2 separate regions of the Mus musculus genome follow, and region 1 is linked to region 2. The links are chromatin contacts, called in public HiChIP or PLAC-seq maps. All regions are on one chromosome and are shown on one strand. The core of a region is the stretch at or near the end of the contact, and the rest is flanking DNA. Distances in the headings are between cores, read along the strand shown.

Evidence for each region. HiChIP or PLAC-seq counts read pairs in DNA pulled down with a chosen protein or histone mark.
Region 1: a contact with region 2 is called in an H3K4me3 HiChIP or PLAC-seq map of bone marrow-derived macrophages, with 2.8 times the contacts expected there. The contact joins the enhancer-like site here to the promoter of Hddc3 in region 2. A contact is called at or near these places in 13 of 39 promoter capture datasets (the 3T3-L1 cell line, 3T3-L1-derived adipocytes, the C10 cell line and 9 more), 1 of 484 Hi-C or Micro-C datasets (bone marrow-derived macrophages), 1 of 115 datasets of contacts at active chromatin or transcription factors (bone marrow-derived macrophages) and 4 of 9 other capture datasets (adipose tissue, liver, macrophages and 1 more).

Annotation. Positions count from the first base shown.
Region 1 is chr7:80,492,211-80,497,392 of GRCm38.p6, forward strand. It overlaps Blm (Bloom syndrome, RecQ like helicase), which reads right to left. Exons shown (of 22, transcript NM_001042527.2): 10 at 3,780-3,893; 11 at 2,223-2,321; 12 at 1,892-2,040. Among named protein-coding and RNA genes, the nearest start is that of Blm, 40 kb to the right of the region's middle. Within about 2 kb of position 3,186, at least 38 of the 459 cell types and tissues checked have an H3K27ac peak or open chromatin away from gene starts, as enhancers often do. A contact at or near this core is called in the HPC-7 cell line, bone marrow-derived macrophages, hematopoietic stem and progenitor cells and 1 more, where this site is marked.
Region 2 is chr7:80,341,429-80,346,217 of GRCm38.p6, forward strand. It overlaps Hddc3 (HD domain containing 3), which reads left to right and starts at 1,709. Exons shown (of 4, transcript NM_026812.2): 1 at 1,709-1,821; 2 at 2,111-2,166; 3 at 2,288-2,528; 4 at 4,220-4,669. The coding sequence starts at 1,710. The coding sequence ends at 4,350.

The sequences.
Region 1 (5,182 bases), core at 1,936-4,435, 150 kb after region 2:
TATTCAAGGTGTCTGTCTCTAGATAAATATGTGCACTGTTCATTCAAACATAAAACATAAGTCCTATATTTTCAAAAACATCATTCATATGTAAGGGAATTTACACAATTTCTTTTAACGGTGGGCTTTTGCCAATTAATATAACTAACTGACAGATAGCTCAGTGGTACAGCATTTGCTTACCACGTGTAATCCCAGCACTGGATTGTAGAAACAGGTGGATGCCTGGATCTTTCTGGCCAGCCAGTTTAGTCAACATGGTGAACTCCATCCACAACAATGAAATCCTGCCTCCAAAAACCAACCAAGGTGGCTGTCTCCTAAGGAACAATTCCTGAGGTTGACAGGTTGATTTCTGGCTTTCAAAGTCATGCAGGTACAAACCTAAGTACCTACATGAACACACACACACACACACACACACACACACACACACACACACACAGAGACAGAGAGAATATACAGAATCCGGCATGGTGGGATTTATCTGTAATCACAGCAATTTGGGAAGATGAGGCAGGCAGATTGCCAAGAGTTCAAGGACAGCCTAGTCTAAATTCTAAGTTCAAGCCAACTGGGGCTTCATAGCAAGACTCTAAGACTCTATACCCCATCTCAATAAAAACCATGAGGGGTGCAGATAGAAGAATCGAAATACAACATTTTATAGGAAGCATAGCATTTCTAGAAACAAATTTCTAGCATTCAGTATTTATTAGAACCTAAAGTATAACATTAATCTTAAATATAGTATTAGCGCACATAATATGAGAACAAAATGTATTCTCTCACCCCAAATTTACATAAATATTCCTCACTACAAGTGGCATTAAATTAAAACATTCCATTCCAAATTTGTGATTATACACAAAAAAATTCTGAAAACTCAATAATTCTTGCATTCAAGTATGGTCATTAATGGTATATAAAAGTCAGATCAACAGGGATCCGATGTCTTCGGGCTTTTGTGGGTCCCAGGGACACATGTGGTGCCCAGATAAACACTCATATACATAAAATAAAAATAAGTCATTAAATTTATACAAATTCACCTCAATATTCTGTTCAGCCTTTACTCCCTTAGGCAATCTCCCTGAACCTCAGAAAAAAACTCACTGTACAAACATGTTAAGTATCTGCTGAGCAAATTAACAACACAGAAAGCATGGACAAACTCAGGTGGAGGTACAACAGCCTAGCACCACCTAAATGTATATAGGCAAATATTTTTAGTGCCTTTGTTACCAATTAGTTATGGATTTGGAGGTAGCAAGATGCACGTGCTGAGATGAAATTCAAGTGAAAGTGCTGTGCTAAGAGGGTTCTAGACTGCTCTCAAATCGTGCATGGACTAGAGACTTTAAGATGAGAAAGCAGGGTTACCTGCTCATTCCATGAAGGCACGTGGAGTGTGGAAGCCAAAGTAAGATACACAAAATGTAATCTGTTAAAAGGATTACAACAGGGTTACCCAGGACCGAATTTGATTTATCTCACTTCTAAAGCAGAGGGTGGGATGATTTTCCTTTTGTTTCTATTTATTTGCTTGTTTATCAGGGCTTGCTTGGGCAACAGGCAGAAGGTGCCAGTTCTCTCTCTCTCAAAGATACCAGGGGCTGACCTCAGGCGGTCAGCCCTGGCTGCAGGCGCCTTTATGTGTGCTGCCGTCTAGAGTGCTCTAGAGTTGTTCTTTTATTAAGTAAAGAAAAAAACCCAGATTTTGTTCCCAAATTTTACTGCACTGAGAATAAAAAAAAAAAAATTCTTCCAATTTCAAATATTCTGATTTAGCTGTCCTTGGGCACATCTGGACACTTGGCTTGATAAAGCCCTACAGGTGATGCTAATGTACAGAATCAGAAAATGGAACCCACAACCTTCACCGACTTACACCTGAGGTCTGAGGATCTTCAGCTGAGTGAGGATGTCCTTCTGGACCCTGGGGTTCGCTGTGGCCGTGAGGGCCATCACTGGAACAGAAGGAAACTTCTGGCGAAGCATATTCATCCTTTTGTAATCTTGACGAAAATCATGACCCCACTAATTGGAAAAAAAATGTTGCTTTCAGGTTATTTGTATCTCTCGGGTCGATATATAAGATGCACTTTATTCTCCAGTGAAGCAGCAGAGCGATCAGTCAGCCACTGTGGGTTGTTCTTCAGTGCTGTGGCTCTGAGCACTACTGGTGGTATAAACACACTGATATCCCAAGAGAAACTTACCTGACTCACACAATGCGCTTCATCAATGACAAAACGTGCCAAGAGCTTCCGCTCATACAGATTCTCCAGAGTAGAAATCAGCCTGTTACTTGCACAGACCTAGAATAGAGATACACGAGAGATGTAAACACATCTGAATGAATATCGTCACTCCCTGTTAGAACTACTCACACACGAGTGATTCTGTCCTCAGTCTGTGAAGAGAGCAGAAAAGCAAAGGGCAATCCAGACACTTCAATGCCCTCATCCACATCCAACAGCTTTACTTATCAGGCTAGTAGCTCTGAGAGTTACCACATGTTTACTCTGGTTACAGGACTTACATTTTTTTACATGTATTCATTTTGTGTTTGTGCATGTGTAGGGTGGGTCTGTGCACACAATGATGTATATGCGTGAATTCAGAGTTAAGGTGGTTGGTTCTAGGTCCTTAGGCACATTCCCCATGAGCAACCGCCAGCCTGATAACGGGAGTTTAGATGTGTGTTTGGTATGTGCATACTATTGGGGAAGAACTCTATGTATTACACATATAGATAGCTATGTGCCAATAACAAGCATATCTTAACAGGGACATAAGACACAGAAGTCAGGTTGATGAAGCGTCCTCACTGGTTGAACATAGGCAATTAGAACATCAAAATACATAGTGAAAATGATTATAATTTACTAAACTAATAAAGAACCCACAAGTTCACACTGATAAATACGCAGCATCAGGCAAGGCTTTCATAAAGCCAGGATGGATTGTATCAGTAAACTCAACCTGGCACTCATCATAGTAATAATAAGAAACAAATCATCAACGATGCTAAAGCTTGTGGGGAGGCTCTGATGTCTGCCACGGTGTCTGTACAGTCTGAGACCTCCTACAACAGAGCAACTGCTCACTAGGCAGCTGGAAGGGGAAGGAAACGTTAAGCCCAGCGAGCAGCAGCCTGGCAATGCTATTTTGATCGAGTGATTGGCCAGTGACCACCACTGGTAATGGGATGAGTCACTGCCAACTGTCTTCTGATAGCACACAGCACATCTGTGGCATCCCTGCCAACGTGAGGAATAGGGATTTAATCAGCAGGAAACAAGGCAAATTCAAATTGAGGCACAGTCCCCAAAACTGGCCCTTATGCTTCAAAATGTCAAAATAATGAAACTGTTTAGATAGGAGATGAAATAGGGGTTTTCTTTTTTTCCCTTTTTTACAAAGGTCATTACTGAAAGGTTAATGGCTTAAGTAACAGTATGTGTCACTGTACATTTCCTGACGGGTAAATTACAGTGGTTCCTAAGGGAGTGCTATACAGTCAGGAAATGCAGAGTGAGGTAAAGGAGAGGTAAAATGGCAGATCTGCAACTCACTGTCAATTAAGTGTTTCACAACAAACTGGAGAAAGAACAAACAACACAGGAGGCAGAGAAGACTTTACCATCTGTGGTCTGGAGTGAAGGTTATACAAGAATTCATTAATGTATATAAAAATTATCACCAAGTTCTTCAAATATATGTATTTGAGTGCGTTGCAATATTACACTGAAGAGAGTGAGATAAATACGAACCTTCTCTGGAGTAACATACAAAAGCTTGATGATTGGGTCTTTTTTGGATAATTGGAGGTAAATATTTGCAGCTTCTGAGTCAGTCTTATCCCCTGTCAGATATGTAGCTGGAATCTAAGTTAAGAGTAATAATTTAAATTTCATTTTATTTATACATTAATCAGATATGATCGTGCTTAGGTTTCATATTTTATAAGTCATATATCACACTTTCCAAAAGAAACAAATACCTCACCATAACAATCAATGCACCATTTTTATTTTTAAGTTTTGTTTTCTGAGTCAAGAGTTTCACTTTTGAGTCTCAAACTTGTGACCCTCCTGTACCCTCAGCTTCTAAAGTACTGGTAATTATAGGCATGTGTCACATCTAGCTAGTACACATATTTTTAAAAATTAACATTAAATGCAACTCAAAATAGCTTTCCCACTTAGGTGTGGTGGCATACATATGAGGAATCCTAGCTGGCAGGAGGATGAGAAAGGAGGTTTAGGAATTCAAGGCAGCCTTGCCATCCGGCAAATCTGAAGCTAGCCTGTGCTATGGCAAGATGCTTCTGTGTCAAGAAAAACTACAAAAGGCTCTCCACTGTTCCATTTTCTATGTTTCATCTCCTCTATCTGTAAAAAAGACCATGTTGTCTGTGTGTGTAACTGGAGCTGGCCCCAAATTTGCTTGTATGCCAGGCTTGCTTCTAACTGACAGAGAGGAACCTCTTTTTGCCTCTGAAAGTGCTGAGGCTTAAAGGTCTGCACCACAATGGTCGGCCTGGCTACGTTTACAGGTCTCATTGCTGTGATGGTAACTGTTGGTTAGAACAAGGTGAACAGCTGGGCAATGGTTATCAACACTGCAATGACATTCTTTAGAAGAAAAGTCAAACCAGCTGTCACACTGAGATGGTATGATTCGTAACCCTGTAGCCAACTCTTTGCAATGATTAACCTTATAGAGTGCAGCAGTCATAATTCCTCAACTCAGCAATGAGGAAAAAGACAGGTGTACAGGCACACACATGTGCATAGGAAAGAGAACTATGATGATCACTAGCCAAAAAAAGAAATCCCTTTATTTATAGTAAAACAAACAAACAAACCACCCCAAAACCCACATCAGGAAAATGTAGGCTAAGAGTTCTTAATAAAATACATTCTTTGAATTACAGATGGCTATTTGAATCACAATGTTTTAACACATGTACTTAACTCTACAGCTTAATTTAACTGTATGCTTTATTTAATTAATTAATTAATTTATTTATTTTTTGCAGTATGTTAGGCAAACACTCTGCCATGAAGCTATATACCCAGAATAATTATTTTAATAATTTAAACAATAGTTAATAAGATTTCCTAGCATACTGGCATGTGTTTCTAAGGTGCATTTTTATTAATAGTTTTAT
Region 2 (4,789 bases), core at 459-2,958:
GCCTCCACCTCAGTCGTAGTCCTAGGAATCCAACAGGGGTTCTAAGCCCTGGCTACAGACAAGAAGGAAGCTGAAATTAAAGTCCCAAGATTTGCAGGGGTGAAAACTCCTCTATTATAAGCTTGTGGAGAGATGAGAGTGATTGGGTCCTATCATCTGCTGGGAAATGTGAGGCCTTTGGCTCTAAACTGCCTATGATTTCCTAAGCAGAAGGGAGGAAAGGAATGCCAGGAGAGAAAAAGTTGAGCCATTGTCAAAAAGGAAGAAAGAAAGAAAGAAAGGAAAGAAGAAAGAAAGAAATGAAATGAGCGTGTGAAGCCAACTGTGTTTCTATCTACCCATTCCTCAATTTCTAGGCTGCACGGACACCTTGGGGGATATGGATTATTCCATTTTAGACCCCAGAGACCTCTGTTCAGCCTGTGGGGCATCCCTCTGTAACTGCAGCGCCATGGCAACCACCAAGCCTGTCAGAGAGTCCAGTCATTAGGCTTTCCCCTGAGCCTTATCTCCCCAGCTGCCAGCCCAGACACAAAAGCTACCTGCCTGGTGGAATACACTTAGCAGCTGGCTGTCTCCACTTCTCAGAACCCTTTGGGGAGATGCCAAGGTCTTGCTTATCCCTCATACTTCAGAGCTGCCAACGCCAAGACGGGATTTCTCCAGAAGATCCAAAGCTCGATGGCCGGTAAAGAGAGAAGGATTGTTCCAGTGCCTACCCAAGCTAGGCAACACTATGCTCCTGAAACCGCGGGGACAAGACTCACTACCTCAAGGGCCCAGAGCAGAGGTCTGGGGACTGAAGCAGGCTCCCTCATGATTCAAGAGATGAATGCAAACGGTTTCTGTAGAAACAGTGTTGTGTCCCAGGAGCCCACATCTGAAGCAATTAAGCAAGATCCAACTCTCCAGGTCAAATCCTAGCATCTCTAGGGCCAAGATGTTAGGTTCAGATGCCCAAGATAACAGAGACTGACCCTGTGAGGAGAGCGATGTTTGGAGCACGTTGAAAACGGTCTGGGTGTTGTGCCAGGCTGTAGATGGCCTTTTTCTCGTGGAAGACGCTGTCTCTGCCTCCCAGGCTAGATAAAATGGGCTTTCCCCCCACGATCCCACGGCCACCCGTGCCTTCCAGCTCTGTACCCAGCACTCTGTGAAACTATCACTTTTGGTTTTGTCTCCCTTTTCTGCAAAGACTGTTAGTTCTACTACGTCCTGGGGCATGGTGGGGAGAACGCTGCACCAGCCGCTGTGATTGTTGAAAACTTCTATATCCAGGATCTCGGTCTTTAAAGAACCTCCGTTGAGAATGGGATGATGGTTCAGTGGGTAAAGTGCTTGCTGCACAAGAATAAGGACTTGCATTCTTTCAGATTATTGCAATAGCCAGGTAAAAAAGCTGGGGATGGCAACCTACGCCTGTTGTACTGTGGAGGCAGAGACAGGAGACTCCTTGAAACTCGTTCGGTAGCTAGTCTTGCTAAATACCTGGGCTACAGGTTCAAGGAGAGTCTTTGTCTCCAAAAACTAAGGTGGAGACTTATAGCCTCTATAATCCACACGCACGCGCACACACGTTGGGGGAGGGGGGATGAATGAATTACAGCTTGTTAGAAATAGTTCCGTTCTCCGAGCCTCCGAAGCGCCAGGCGGCGCTATAGGTGATTTGTTCGGACTCCGAAGCTTCAGTCCCTCGCGCCACCAGCGCAATGGGCTCGGAGGCAGCTCAGCTGCTGGAGGCTGCTGACTTCGCCGCTCACAAACACCGACAGCAGCGACGAAAAGATCCTGAAGGGACTCCCTACATTAATCACCCCATCGGTGGGCGCGCCAGTTGGGAAGCAGCCCTCGCGGCCCGTGGCGGGTGGGGACTAACTGGGACGGGAACACAAAGCGCATATAAATTACTGAGCGCCTTCTTCGAGTCCCAAGCGTTGTATCAACCACTTTTCATGCGTTATGCGTGTAAGCCTCACCTGGGGTAGAAGGCAGGAGTGCTCCCTTGGTACAGTCGATATCCCAAGAGGGTAAGGGACTTTCCAAGGTCATCCAGCTGGTGAGGTGCTACATCTGGCTCCTTCTAGACTGACTTCTGCTTTGCCCCTGCCAGGTGTAGCCCGGATCCTAACCCATGAGGCTGGAATCACTGATATTGTGGTGTTACAGGTAAGGCTACCCTTCTCTGCCAGGAGGCTGGTGCGGGAAACCAGAGTACTGTTGAACAATGGGTGCTATTTATTTGGCTAGTAGGTTAGTGTCACTGGGCTGAATGGTAACCTATCCCCAGGCCGCCCTGCTCCATGACACAGTAGAAGACACAGATACTACCCTGGATGAGGTAGAGCTGCACTTTGGAGCACAGGTTCGACGCTTGGTGGAGGAGGTAACAGATGACAAGACTCTGCCCAAACTGGAAAGAAAGCGGCAACAGGTGGAGCAGGCACCACACAGCAGCCCAGGGGCCAAACTGGTGAAGCTGGCAGACAAGCTATACAATCTGAGGGACCTGAATCGCTGCACCCCTACAGGTATGCTCTCCTACTGGCTCTGAGGAGAGAGGGGGAGGGGATGGCCAGCTTCTGAAAATACAGGTTGGTTAGATTCCCAGAAATAAGTCGGGGGGTAGAGTGGGGAGGGGTGGTCGTAACACCTCCGACTAAACCTCTGTCTTAGTCAGGGTTTCTATTCCTGCACAAACATCATGACCAAGAAGCAAGTTGGATCTCATGGAGGCATTTCCTCAACAGAAGCTCCTTTCTCCGTGATAACTCCAGCTGTGTCAAGTTGACACAAAATTAGCCAGTACAATTGACCCCTTGTCAACTTGACACACAAAAACATCACTAGTAAGCCTCAACCCTTACAATCTTATTCATCCCCAAGATCTAAATAACTTTAAAAGTCCCACAGCCTTTACATATTCTTAAAATTTCAATCTCTTTAAAATATCCATCTCTTTTAAAATCCAAAGTCTTTTTACAATTAAAAGTCTCTTAACTGTGGGCTCCACTAAAACAGTTTCTTCCTTCAAGAGGGAAAATATCAGGGCACAGTCACAATCAAAAGCAAAAGTCAATCTCCAACCGTCCAATGTCTGGGATCCAACTCACGATCTTCTGGGCTCCTCCAAGGGCTTGGGTAACTTCTCCAGCCAGGCCCTTTGTAGCACACGCATCGTCCTCTAGGCTCCAGATGCCTGTACCCCACTGCTGCTGCTGCTCTTGGTGGTCATCTCATGGTACTGGCATCTCCAAAACACTGCATGACCCCTTCAGTCCTGGGCCTTCAATTGCAACTGAGGCTGCACCTTCACCAATGGCCTTCCATGGCCTCTCACAGTACCGAACCTCAGCTGCTTTGCGTGACCCCTTCATGCCTTCAAAACCAGTACCACCTGGGTGACCCTTACATATTACCAAGTCCCACTGCAGCAGGAGTACATCCTTGGCCATCTCTGGAACACTGCCTCTTTGTGCTTTCAGAAAACACTTCCCAGAAGATGTCACCTCAATGATGCTGGTCTCTTCTTAATCACCGCTAATTTCTTAGCTCCAGCTAACCAGCATCAATAGTCCCAGTAATGCAAAGTTTTTGCTTGGTAGTTCTGGTATCTTGTTAATCACAGCTGATTCTTCAGCCCCAGCTAACCAGAACTACAGAATCTTCACAAACAAAACAGCAATGGCCCTGAAAAGAGTCTTTAATTTTCCCTCTGAAATTTCACAAACCAGAGCTCCATCTTCTGCAGTGTTCTCAACATTATCTTCCAAGCTCCTACATGACATCCGACAGAGCTCTTAACAACGGATGGATCTTCAAGCCCAAAGTTCCAAAGTCCTTCCACAGTCCTCCCCAAAACATGGTCAGATTGTCACAGGAATACCCCACTCCTGGTACCAATTTGTCTTAGTCAGGGTTTCTATTCCTGCACAAACATCATGACCAAGAAGCAAGTTGGATCTCATGGAGGCATTTCCTCAACAGAAGCTCCTTTCTCCGTGATAACTCCAGCTGTGTCAAGTTGACACAAAATTAGCCAGTACAACCTCCTAGAATAGTCTTCTTCCCTAAGGTGGGAACAGAGTTGCTGGGTCATGGAGAAGTTGTCAGATCATGCCATCGCAACTCACGGCCTTGTACCAAAGCCTGCCAGGAAACAGGCAAAAGCCGATGCTGCCCTTGACACCACACAAGCAGGTTTCTGTCCACTCTGGTGCAGGATGGTCAGAACACCGAGTCCAGGAGTACTTCGAGTGGGCAGCCCAGGTGGTAAAAGGGCTTCAAGGGACAAACCAGCAACTGGAAGAGGCACTAAAGCAGCTGTTCGAGGAGCGAGGGCTGACGCTCTGAGCCGTTCTCTGTGCCATCCTGCAGCATGGCTCCAGCAAGGTCCAGGAAAGATGGGATTCTTACTGCAGCGTTCCAGAGCCTCCTCATTTCCCACATTCCATCACTCAACCCTGACATCACAGGCTAAAAACGTCTGTGTTTTTTCACTAAGGTGGGCCCGGAATATGGAAAGCAGATATGCCCCTCCATCCAGGCACTAACAGCCTTTCTTTAAGTCTTGGGTCTGTTTGCATGGTGAGACCTCTGGCCCCTCAGGGACCTAAGATTGGAATAAGCGTCCGTGGTTTAGTCGTGGAAAATAAAGCACTTAGGTAAAGGCTTAAATTGCTGTTCTTCCTTCTCTGGTCTCCCGAAGAGGACCCACATGCTAAATAGTCATTTCCCATGTCCTTTGGGTTAAAAGCATCAACCCTTGGAGCCTGGCGTCCTTATCAAGTGG